Linked DNA regions of Mus musculus: regions 1 and 2 are each linked to region 3. A link is a contact called in public HiChIP or PLAC-seq data. All regions are on one chromosome and are shown on one strand. Each heading gives the region's core, a stretch centred on a gene start, on an enhancer-like site or on the middle of the called end of the contact. The rest is flanking DNA. Distances are from core to core; before and after follow the strand shown.

Region 1 (3,690 bases), core at 193-2,692, 270 kb after region 3:
GTTGCAAAACACTTCTTCAATGAGATCATGGAAGGCATCAGGATGAATTCATCTTGCCCCACACTCACTGAAGGGTTCCATAAAGCAGTTATGGCCCCGTCCTTTTATTTGCAAGCTTCAAGGTAGGCAAATTTAGTGTGGCTTTTATCGAAGTAAGGAATTCATAAAAAGCCTGCAGTAATTTGATGTCAACTCACTATTTTGGTTCTGGTTCATCTCTGGCTCATTTCTGGCTCCCAGGATCCCATGCCTGTTCTGGCAGCTTCCTCAATTATAGTCAGCTTGCTTACCACCCAGGTCTGGTATTCTGCTTCTCATCAAACTCTCCAGTATTTACCTGATAACACTGGATAATAACTTTCCATTAGACTCAGTCAAGCCTCAACCACACAATTCCATAACTTAGGAGGCCTTCGGAATGTTATTCTCAATCCTAATTTCTTATCTGTAGGACAGAGATGACAGCAACTATTCATATCAGTCTTGTGTTTGTCAAACTATAAATATCTAATATTTGTCCCCTGCACCTCACTGTTGAGTTTGAACCTCGTGTGTCTCTTGTTTGTGTCTCCCAAATATAAGGATGTGATGAGTGGAGAGCATTCGTTCATTAGGTATTTTCTGAGTTGGAATGAATGGCGAGGCTTGGACAGAGATATTGGCTTTGGGGTTATCTGTGTACTTTCTGTGCTTTCCCTGAAACAGCCACTCTGCATCTGATCACAGAGAGCACAGGGAGACTCAGGAGGCAGAGGCTAAAGTGAGATGCTTGGATCAGTTAAAAGAATGAGATAGGTCACACAGTGGTCATCTCAGAGCTTTAATCCCACATAGTTATGTAAACACTTATCAACTACATGGCCAGGTATAATGCCTATGGAATACCAGGAGGCTGATTACAAGCCATCTGCCTTTCAGAGGCTCTGCTAAACAAGGCAGAAAGGCATACAAGCAAGCAAGCCAGGGCCACACAACGTGAAAGGTAAGTTCAAGTTATAAGTGCACAAAAGGAGGGCCCACATTTTAACTCCAAGAGGGAGGGTCAGGAAGACCCCCCCCCCATCCTTAAAGTAGTAAAGTCTGTTTCTGGTTATAAAGCACAAATAGGAGCTGTCCAGAGGCACATAAAAATATCCCAGCAGGACAAAATGGCGTGCACAAAGGCATAGAACGAGTCTGTGGGAGCTGCAGACAGTTTGGCAATACCTAAGTCTAGATTCTACCATTAGGCTCGAAGGAGGAAGGAGACTGGAGCAGGTCATAAGGGACTCATAGTGAGTCATCCCCTTGAGGTGCAAGACCACTTTGTGTTTGAGGTCAGAGGCAAATATTTCAAATTCTTTAGCGTGCAAAAGAGCCAGCAGTGAGTTTAGCTGGGAGCATATTACAACATCCAGTCCCTCTCTGCACACTCCCTGGACACCCTGCTCACCAGCTTCAGCATCTCAAAAGCCTCCACATGCTGGACCCATTAGGCTGTGCATGCTCCTCTGCCTGAGTCATTCACACTCTTCCTATGGTGGCTGAACCCAGAGGACTTCTCCACTAATGGAGTCTGAGATGACTTATTCATAGCCAGGGACTTGAAACTCGGTGGCAGCAATATCTTGACAGCAAGATTCTAGGTTCAAATTGTCCAGCTTGTTGTCTGGGGATCCAGTGCGAGTGAGGAATGGAATGGATACCCTCTCAAACAAGGGTAGAGGAAGGGACTCTGACTTTTCCCAACGAGTTAAAACTGACAGTATTTCCTGCATAGCATTCTGTGTTTGGGCACCAGCTGGCAATAAGAGCTGAAAAGTGACATTCAAACACTTTATTTGGCACACCTAGTTTTGTTTATAATATCTGATGCAATATTTAAAATGTAGGGAGCTTTTGCTTCGAATTTCAGATTTCTGGATTCTGTCAAAGACTGGAACTATCTGCCAGAAACCCCCTAAAAGTAAAGAAGGGAGTTCCTAATACTGAATACAAGCTGTACACCCCAGGTTCCCACCTGGCCCACCTTTTATACTGGTATTCCTTTCTCACATTGCAACTGAAGTTGATTGCACTTTCTTTGACCCCTGTTGGCATCTGAGTTCACAACCCTAATGCTCAAGCTATGCTTATGGAGATATAGTGTGATGATATTTTTCAGTAACAGAAGGCTGGACCTTTAAGATATCATCCCTGGGAAATTTCATCTCCTTGATGCCCTGGAATTCATTACAATATAATGTGATAAGGAAGTGTGAAACGCGCCAATCTCCATCCACTTTTCTTCCCTTATTTGCAGAATACATATGAGACCAGTCGAGGCTGGGATTATAGTTGCTATTTTTCTTGTTTCCCTTCACAGTCGTACTCTAGGATGGATGCATTGCACAATCAAGAGATGATGAACGGAATGGTGTCGCTGGTCCAAACCTATTTTTAAATGGCACTCTTTTCTGTGTAATCTAAAACCATGGCTTCTGTATGGAGGGCTTTGCCTTTTCCATCACGTATCATGACTTAGGTGCCCCTCCCTTCTTCCTGCATTCATCAGCTGGCTCTTCCAGCTAACCTTCCACAACTTCCCCAGGCTGGCAGAATTCTATTTTCTATTCTAAATCGTTTGCTTACTGTTATTATACACCACTCTGAGCCTTGGCTTCCTCCATGAAAAACCTAGCATCTGTTTTGTAAAATAATTGTGTACATTGTGCTTGAAACATAGTGCAAAAGATCAGTGCACATTTAGGTATCTTTGTATGCTTAGATGTTTCAAATGATATATATATATATATATATATATATATATATATATATATATATATCCTCACAACACTGTTGAAAAGCAGGTCCCGATGTTAAAAGCCCCAATTTTATAGATACAAAAGTCAATGAACAAAAAAGTTGGATCGGCTAAGGTCACATAGCTAGCACACCTCATAAGACTCCAAAATAGGGCAGTTATACCAAGAATCTACGCCTCTAACAACTTACATCCTCACCTCTTCTCAGGGGAGGTCCGGGAACAAGACAACACCCTTCGTTTTACTGCTTGTAATTTCTCTCCAGTGCTACATTGTATCTTTCAATCCCACAAAGCCGGATGGGCTTTGACTTGTGGTTAAAGCATGATTTGACGAGGAGACAGAAAAAGCGAGAGAGGGAGCTCTTAAATCATGTAGTTAAAACCTTGGAGGTGAAGGTCCTCTGTCTTCATTCTCACTTATTAATGCAGGGGAGTCTTCAAGGGAAGAACTGTTTTGCTTTGTTTTTAAAGTTTTATTAGCAGATCTCTCTTGACAGCTCTCTTCTGCTCACACGTTCAGCACAGATACAAAGCATTTCTGTAGCCATCTAACTATCAGAATGCAGGGCCATTTTTCATCTCATCTTTGTCTTGTATTCTCAGTTCTAAGAACTCACTTATCCAGATTAGGTGCTTTAGATGCTCTTCCAGCTGCCCTTAGCCTCTCTATCTTGGCTGCAGGTTCCCTAACAGCCCTTAGCCTGTTCATGTGAAAACGAAGGCCAGGAAAAGATGACAGCGTCTGTGGGTTTGTCTCTGCAGACCATGTCCAACGGACTGGTTCTACCTGCCTGAGTCCCAAAGGGCCATGATGTGTGATGAGCAGCATCTGAGGCTGGAGTGCATCCACACGTTTACCAAGACTCTGCATCCACGACTTAGTTCTTGACTTTTCTCCTGAATTC
Region 2 (3,968 bases), core at 37-2,536, 470 kb after region 3:
ACATAAAGAAAAGAGATAGGTGAGCACAGCTGTACAACTGTAGTCCCAGCTACAGATGCCTGGGGGTCTGAGACAGGAGGATAATTTGAACCCAGCAATTCATGGTCAACCTAGACAAACTAGTAAAACTGAATGTTTGAAAAGAAAAAGAGCTCATGCGAATCAGAGTTCTGGGGCCTCGACACCCCACCCAGCAAGGCTCAAGGCTGCTGAGGATGGCAGACTGCATTATATATCAGAGAAGCAGGTGTGCGGAAGAGACCCAGATCACACATGCAGGGAGATCTCACTTTAACAGATGATCTCAGGATTCTTAAACCACTGCCCAGCAATAACTCCCTCCTGGGTGATGACCTCATAGCCCCAAACGCTTTTTAAAGGATGTATGACTTAACATTGCTACTTAGGGGACCAAGCCTCAAAATGAGTCTTACTGAGGACAAATAACACTTAATTTTTAATTTGTATGATTATCGTCACGTGTGGAGTGGCATGTATGCCGTGGTGGGTATGTGAGGTCGGAAGAAATTTGTGGGGTCAGTTCTCTCCTACCTTTACCTGGAGATAAATTGTCATGAATTTGAAAGGAAGATGTCATGACGTCATGACGTAGGAAAGCAAGTCTTTTGATTCAGGAAAAATATAAGTCTGTGTGTGTGTGTGTGTGTGTGTGTGTGTGTGTGTGTGTGAAGTAACCAAGGCCAAATATAAGCTATTTCTGGACTTAAATAATGGTTGAGTTTCTTAAACACACATTTTAAGGTAGAATTAAAGGAAGAGAAAGGCAGGTGCCTGGCTATGGTAGTGGCTGCTTTATTCTAGCGCTCTGAAGACACAGAAGCAGGCAGACGTCTTTGAGTTCCAGGCTCATCCCCTGATTCCAGGGTTTGACCTGCCCCTCTAGGAAAACTGGGGGAAAGAAATGCTCACTCTACCAGGTTTAAATCAGGAAAAGACTCAGTTTAGTCACAAAGTCCTGAGTTTATGTTGTTGTATTTTATTTCCACCCAAAAGAATTGATCCTACGGATTGGTGCGAAGCTAGGTTTTTAAGAAAACCAAACAGTGATCAAGTTCTTATACATCTGTAATTTCTGTAGCATGTCACTCTACTCACAGAACCAACACTTTTTCTTCCAACAAACAGATTCTTCTGGCTGTTAGGAATGACTCAGGACTTTGGGCATTGGTGATTTAACCTTTATTTTGTTCTCAGGAATCCCTTTTGATCAGTACTAATGGACTGGGGCAAGAAAGGAAGAGGTGGTGACTCACATTTATGAGTTCCAAATGCAAGGGCTAGGCTTTTTGTCTTCCAGCAGCCAAATTCCACTTCTGGGATGTGCCTCTTTGGTAAAATGGCAAACGATTTTTTAAACTGACAAATATTTTTTTTAAACTAGCATGTTGCAAGGCTTTCTGACACAAGAATTCAGGGTTGGTGATTGCAGTGTTCCCCTGAACTCTGGCAAAGCACCCTGTACATATACTCTTAATATTTTAGATGAAGCGTAAGTTGTGTTTTAAATGTCAGCCCTCTGAAAGAGCCTAGACATATTCCGTGTAGTTTGTGTCATGAAGCTAGATCTTTCCTTGGCAGCAGTCAAGGTGTGGATTCTTATAACATCAAGATAAGAATCTCTTCTGTGTAGATTTTTAGTTCCCTCGGGGATTCAAAGATCAAGTTGCTTGTAGACCCCGTGGAATTTGCAGAAAAAGCAACTCTAATCTTGACATCTGTAATTAACATTTTATCTTATTCCAAAAATTCATTTTGCTGGCAACTCAGCAGCTCTTTGGAGCTGAATAATGATCTTCCCACAGCATATCCCACACGCATCTCCATCCCGAGTGTGGGTGGAGTGTGTGGAACTCTCTCAGGGCCTCCCTTCTTGGGCAATGTGTCACGCTCTCGTTCTTGTTATGCAATGCTTACGAACACCCAAGTTTCCATTCACTCAGTCTCCCCGCAGGCTTTGTAAGCTCAGCGAACACTTGCCAGGCTCCTGACCGACGCATACACACACTGAGAGCGCAGGATCGACTGGAGGCTGTGAAAACATGCGTGAGCAACACTGTTCTTCGATGTGTGAAAATTTCTCGGTTACAGAGAACAGTTAAGAGTTGTCTCTTCCTTGTTGTTCACTCGGGCAAAAGCAAGTTAAATAAACCGGAACTCAGCACACAGGAACTTTGTTGTGACTAAGACACATTTCCGTGTTACTCCTTACTCCAGTGCTCTCCCACACACTTACAACTGTGCACACGTGCCTGTAGGGTGCCAATCTATACTATCACCCAAATGTAAAGAGAATCCGTCTCCCCTGAGAAGGATCATTTGTTGACTTGGCTAAGTGGCAGTATTGTAAATCTTTCATGGATTCAACAAATCTTTCTTGAAGTTTCTGGGGCCCAGTAACTTCACGGGGGGGGGGGGGGGGGGTCCGGGGGGGGGGAGGCAACATAGTAAACGACAGAGAATGGATCCCACTGCCTCCAACAGGCCAGTGAGTGAGGGCACGGAGGGAACATAGTTCGAAATTAATAAAATAATGATTAGAGGGTGAATGAGTTGAGGGGGAACCAGAAGAGTGTGCTTTCACACAGGTATTGGGATGCACCGGGCCGAAGGATCAAAGAACACTCCAGTGGTCCTGTCTTTTGAGCTGGGGCTGAATCACAGATGTTTAGGTTATAACAACATGCTTGAGTTTTAGGTTTCTTTTTTCCCCCCGTTGGCCATTAAAAAAAATCTCCTTCATTTAAGTCAAGTGTTCATGATATAGCTCTTGCAAGTTTGACTCGGCTTTCACCTGCCTCAATTTTAAGTTTCATTTTAAATTGCCCTTATATTACTGAATTTCATTTTGGAGTTAAGTGGCAAATCTAGACCCATTAGTTATAAGTGATACAAAAATACCCAAAAGATGTTCCTGCAGGGACTGAGCTGGCCTTTTAGACAAAAATAATGAGTTCATTGCTGTGCCAGCTGCCACAGGCTCACACATCTCAGCTGCTGCCAGCATCTCACGTCTTCCCACAAAAGGACTGCTCAGGTGCGGGCACTCTTACACTCCCGTCTGCTATGGGTTCATCAGGCTGCAGTCCCCATGCGCAGGGTTAGGGGCAGCCACACTTCTTACCAGGAAGCTTGTCTGTGAGGTGCTGATGCTTATTCTTCTCATACATCACAACACATAACCCTTGCGATTTATGATTGGAATCAACAGAGATGACTGCCTGCCGATGACCCCATGCAGAGTTCTGAAGTGTGTCAAATAATCACTAGTTGTGCAATCTCGTGACAATCATTACTCTCCTTAAATGCCCATTTTTTTTTATATATGAAAAGAAGAAATTTTAAGCACAAGAACTCTAAATTCTAATACTAGCTTTCTAAGAGCCAATCAGAATGATTCCGACAATATGGTTTCTGCGAGATAGGATAGTAAACATGTGTTTAAATGTGAAGACTAACCACCTCTGGGGATGCTGAGTTCTGTATCCTTTGGAAATCTGCGTGGCTGCAACCAATGAACAAGTCAACAGTAGCCTCAACAGACACAGATTTATTTTTCTCACATAACAAGAAGCTGAGGGGCGGCTTCAGCTGGCTTTGGCTCAGCAGCAGCACAATAGCAGGGTCAGCTCGTGTTTTCCGAATTCAATGGCAGATTGGGGGAGAGAGCAGTAGTACCAGCCCAGCTTGATCTATTTGGAAAGCAGAGCATTTTAAAAGCTTTAAAACTTTATTTTATGTTTATGGATGCCTTGCCTACACATGTGTCTGAGTACCATGTGCACATGGTCTCCTCCAAAGCCAGAGAGGGCATGGGATTCCCTGGAAGTGGTTGTAAGCGCCCATGTGGGTACAAACTTGAGACTTCTAAGGGGAACCCTGTGCCATCCTCATACCCCAGGATGGCATTTTATAGAAAATCCTCTAGCAGCCAATTCCACATGTCACCT
Region 3 (4,161 bases), core at 830-3,329:
GTCTGACAAGCACCCTCCATCCTCCTGAAGTAGGTGAGGGGACAATGCTTCCCTCACAGAGCAAGGCTCGTGGGTGATGATGGATACTGAAAGACAGCTGGGATTGCTAAATGCTTGCTATTTTCTTGCCTTCTCTGCAATCAATATTAGGACACTCGATATCATTTTTAAAACATATGTATTTTCTGCTTAAATTTAGCTATACTCTGGTTCTGTGGCTTCCAACTAGGAATTCTGAGAGATGGACCTTGGGTATAAATGACACTAGTAAAGGCATCACAGTTAACAAGCGCCTCTTCGTCCCAGGCTCTACCCAAAATGTTATTCACCCAAAACCCCCTTCACTCCTCAAACACATCATGTGAACCAGGTCCTATGGGTAACCTAATGTTAGCGCTTAAGTAGCAGAAGCTCCAAGAGGCAACTTTCTGAGGGCCCTGTCTCCTATGAAGCAGGGTTCAGTAGCAGATGAAAAGGAAAGCCATAATCCTGAGGTTGTTCAGGGCTGATAACATCTATGCTGTTGGAAAATATTCTGATGTGCAGTTAAAGATTGTTCCAGGGCGACCAAACCGTGGCCTGGGCTGTGTCTGTCATTGGTACAACATCTGGAACCAGGGAACAAGGATAAGTACCTGCTGCCCACTCCTCCCCATCCCTACTGCCAGGATCACTGAGAGTTGAAGCCCTCGGATGAGCTGGCTGCTGGAAAGGCAGAAGGTGCTTTCTGGAAATGTCGCCACCAACCTCTTTAATCACCGCCCTGTGACTGAATTAATTAGGCTGAGAGTCCTGGATGCTGAGTGGCTTCCACATCTGGAGTGGTTTTATAACTCAGGAAACTCATTGCAGAAGGCCAACTGTCGGAGAAAAGAGTCAAGACATAAACATAATCCATCACCCGGAGACTCTGCTTATGGTTGGGTCACCGCTGGCCACCTGGGAGTGATTGATGGTCCCGTTGTTCTCATTTGGACCAGACACTTGGGGTGGTGGCTGGGTCTGATACTAGCATCATCTTTGCTCATTACACAAGGAGTTCTGATGCAGAAGGGAAGGAAACAGCCTGATGATGTCAGGTTTTCTGAGCATCTTTCTTGAACCAATGACAATATACTGGAGAGAACACATCTTTCTGAGCCATGAATAAGTGCTGGCCCAGACCTCTTCCTGTGAGCATGGCCTTGGTGCTGCTCCTGTGCCTGTGCGGCAACGCTGGGAAACCTAAAAGCTTGTCCTAGAATCTGGTGATTCTGAAGACATTTTGACAAAAACTATTGTCTAAAACTTCAGCATCTGGAAAGCACTCACCTATACTTCAGCTTGGCCAGAGCTGGCCTTGTGAAAGATTTCTGTGCTGAAAAATCTCCGGTGTGATAACTGAGCCTGGGTTCTTTATGACAGAAGCAGAAAGAGTCCATTTCTTATACAGAATGGCACTGCAAACGTCTTTAACTTCAGTAGTCCTGCAAGATGTAAAGCTTTGAAGAGCTTGGTTTGTGTTTTCTCTCTCTCTCTCTCTCTCTCTCTCTCTCTCTCTCTCTCTCTCTCTCTCATCTCTCTCATCTCTCTCTTCCCCTCTGGCTTCAGCCAGTGCTTTCCCCAGCTTCACTCGCAGAGATAGACTGGCTCTCATCTAATGATGAAATCTACAATGTCTGACTCCATTGGCTTTAATACAACAAATCCCAACAGAAGGGTGGGTGTCTGTATCTTAGAAAGGGGTCAAGATGGGAATTCCCAGTTTCTCTAAAAACTGGCCTTGTGATAAGTTAGCATCCCTTAACAAAACTAAGTCCATGTCCTCTCCTTGGGGGACTTCTCAAGAGAAGAGACCTAGGAGGCTTCATTCAATAGATGCTGCTAGCATTTGAGCTGGGCTGGTTTGTGATACTGAGGGGCCATGGGAAAGAAGACTCCTTGCACTTCCCCAGTAGTTTACGAGGAGTCTTATCAAAGCCAGCAGCATTAAGGAATTTTTCTTTAGATTTACAAGAGATCAGAATTTATTCTGTCAGCTATGATGACTAACCAGAGCTAGCATGTAACAAGCATTCCATAATTATTAGCCAGAAAGTGACTTCTGCAAGCTTTGACGTAAGGAAAATAACATTATCCTCCTGTTGCTCTGGCTGTGTTCCTCTACTGCACTGTGGTTTGAAAATCTGCTCTCTTCCCAGTTCATGTTGAAATTTAATTGACATGCAATGATATTGAGAGCTGAAACCTGGGAGTTCGAGGGATGGCTCAGCAGCTAAGGGCACTTACTGCTCTTGCAGAGAATGAGATTGGTTCCCAGTCCCTAAACTATGAGGCTCACAGCCACCTGTGACTCCAGCTCTTGGGAATCTAATGCCTCTGCAGGAATGTATAGATACCCAACACACACACACATACACACACACACACACACACACCTTAATAAAATACTAAGAATGAAATGCATCTGTTTTTAAAGGAATCAAAAGCTTCAGGAGGTGGTTGAGACACAAGGGCTCAACCTTCACGACAGTGTTTAGTGCTGGTATAAAAAGAGTTCATGGGAGAGTTAACGCTCTCTACCCTTCCACCTTCTGCCATGTGATAATGCAGTGGAGAAGCCATCACCAGACACCATTCACCATCTTGATTTCCGACTTCAGAGCATCTGGACCTATCAGAGACTAAGTCTGTTCTTTATAAAGCCCTTGCTCTTGAGTGCTTTGTTACAGCATACAACTCAGCCACACTGTCTTCGTTTCTTTGTTTCTCTTTTCTCTTTTCCATTGGTTTCTTCTTCTTCCATTCTCTATGCCTCTTTCTAGCTTGCTAAAAGGTTTTTTTTTCTTTTTCTTTTTTTTTTTTTTTTTGTATTCGGTATGTATATATGGGGAAGAAAATTTCAGGATCTATATACTTAACCTAATAGGAAAAAGGGGAGCGAGCAAGGAAAATTCATGGCCAAGCCTAAGAGAGAGAAGGTGAGGCTTTGCGGAGTCAAAGAGCCTCTTTGATTTCACACCCACAACACCTCTGACTCTAGATCCAGCTTTCCAATAGCATGGAATTTGGGGGTGGAGGATAACAAATAAATGAAGTTTCCCATTTAGCTTCTTAAACAAAAACAATACACCAAGACAAACAGACAGACAGACAGAAAAAGAGAGGACCCCCCTATTCTGCTGTGTCCCAATGCAATCAGGCCTAAGACTCCCCTCTCTCTCCCCCTTAGGGAAGCAAAGGCTGCTTGGATCCCAAGGTGTTCAGCTGTGTTTGCCTGGATAGCTGTGTAAACTAGAGAGGAACAGGGACCCTGAATTCTCCACATCTGCCCCCTAGCCCCTGCCGCTGCCGCCTCCTCCTCCTCCTCCTCCTCCTCCTCCTCCTCCTCCTCCTCCTCCTCCTCCTCCTCCTCCTCCTCCTCTTCTTCTTCTTCTTCTTCTTCTTCTTCTTCTTCTTCTTCTTCTTCTTCTTCTTCTTCGGCCTGTTTGTTTGTTTTTCAGATTTAACAGCCTTGAGCTCAACAAAGAAGGCATTCCCTTCCACCCTGTAGTCTCCAGGCAGACAACAATTTCAATTTATTCAGTTAAAAGGAAGACTCCAGCTGCCTAGGCCATACTGGTAGAGGCAGAAATAAGATCCCAAAAGGGAAAGAGAAGAAGAAAACAAAGAGAAGAAGACTAGGAAGAGATAGAAGAAGAGGAGGGGGAGGGGAGAAGGGAGAATGAAGGAGGGAGAGAGGGAGGAGGGGGAGGACTATGACGATCCCTATACCTCTATGGCACCAACCACATATAACAGGTGGAGCTTTATGGACACGGAGAAGGAATGTGGATGTAGGGGTGGGGCTCACTGGATGGAAAATTGCTAAGAAGAAACAAAGACATCAAGTTGCAGGGTCCCAGGTATCTATTAGTCACACTCATTAGGATTCTTGAGGAAACTAAATCCAGCCAAGCAGAGACCAAGGTCAGAGAGCCCCAAGGAGGGCCTGGCTAAGGAACCAGTGAGTCTTTGTCCAGCCAGGTGACTGAGCGTACATATGCCAATCACTGTACCGTGCCCTTTGACATGCCTAGCATTTAACCTGTAACAAAATAGTGCATCAAGGGAGATGCAATTCACCAGGCAGCAACCCTGCAGAGGGGAATGGCTCTACCTGGGAAACAAGTACCTGGAGGA

What was found. HiChIP or PLAC-seq counts read pairs in DNA pulled down with a chosen protein or histone mark.
Region 1: a CTCF HiChIP or PLAC-seq map of the NIH/3T3 cell line shows a contact between it and region 3, with 10 read pairs. The contact joins two enhancer-like sites. A contact is called at or near these places in 1 of 15 datasets of contacts at CTCF or cohesin (the NIH/3T3 cell line) and 1 of 484 Hi-C or Micro-C datasets (adipose-derived mesenchymal stem cells).
Region 2: an H3K27ac HiChIP or PLAC-seq map of the NIH/3T3 cell line shows a contact between it and region 3, with 6 times the contacts expected there. The contact joins two enhancer-like sites. A contact is called at or near these places in 3 of 484 Hi-C or Micro-C datasets (adipose-derived mesenchymal stem cells, embryonic stem cells and reprogramming fibroblasts) and 2 of 115 datasets of contacts at active chromatin or transcription factors (the NIH/3T3 cell line and fibro-adipogenic progenitors).

Annotation. Positions count from the first base shown.
Region 1 is chr11:35,063,798-35,067,487 of GRCm38.p6, reverse strand. No RefSeq gene overlaps it. Among named protein-coding and RNA genes, the nearest start is that of Slit3, 56 kb to the left of the region's middle. Within about 2 kb of position 1,442, at least 49 of the 459 cell types and tissues checked have an H3K27ac peak or open chromatin away from gene starts, as enhancers often do. A contact at or near this core is called in the NIH/3T3 cell line and adipose-derived mesenchymal stem cells, where this site is marked.
Region 2 is chr11:34,863,344-34,867,311 of GRCm38.p6, reverse strand. No RefSeq gene overlaps it. Among named protein-coding and RNA genes, the nearest start is that of Gm22022, 23 kb to the right of the region's middle. Within about 2 kb of position 1,286, at least 51 of the 459 cell types and tissues checked have an H3K27ac peak or open chromatin away from gene starts, as enhancers often do. A contact at or near this core is called in the NIH/3T3 cell line, where this site is marked.
Region 3 is chr11:35,329,634-35,333,794 of GRCm38.p6, reverse strand. All of the region lies in intron 4 of Slit3 (slit guidance ligand 3), which reads right to left. Gm46277 (a long non-coding RNA gene) reads right to left here. Exons shown (of 2, transcript XR_003949657.1): 2 at 1,530-4,161. Among named protein-coding and RNA genes, the nearest start is that of Gm46277, 44 kb to the right of the region's middle. Within about 2 kb of position 2,079, at least 8 of the 459 cell types and tissues checked have an H3K27ac peak or open chromatin away from gene starts, as enhancers often do. A contact at or near this core is called in the NIH/3T3 cell line and adipose-derived mesenchymal stem cells, where this site is marked.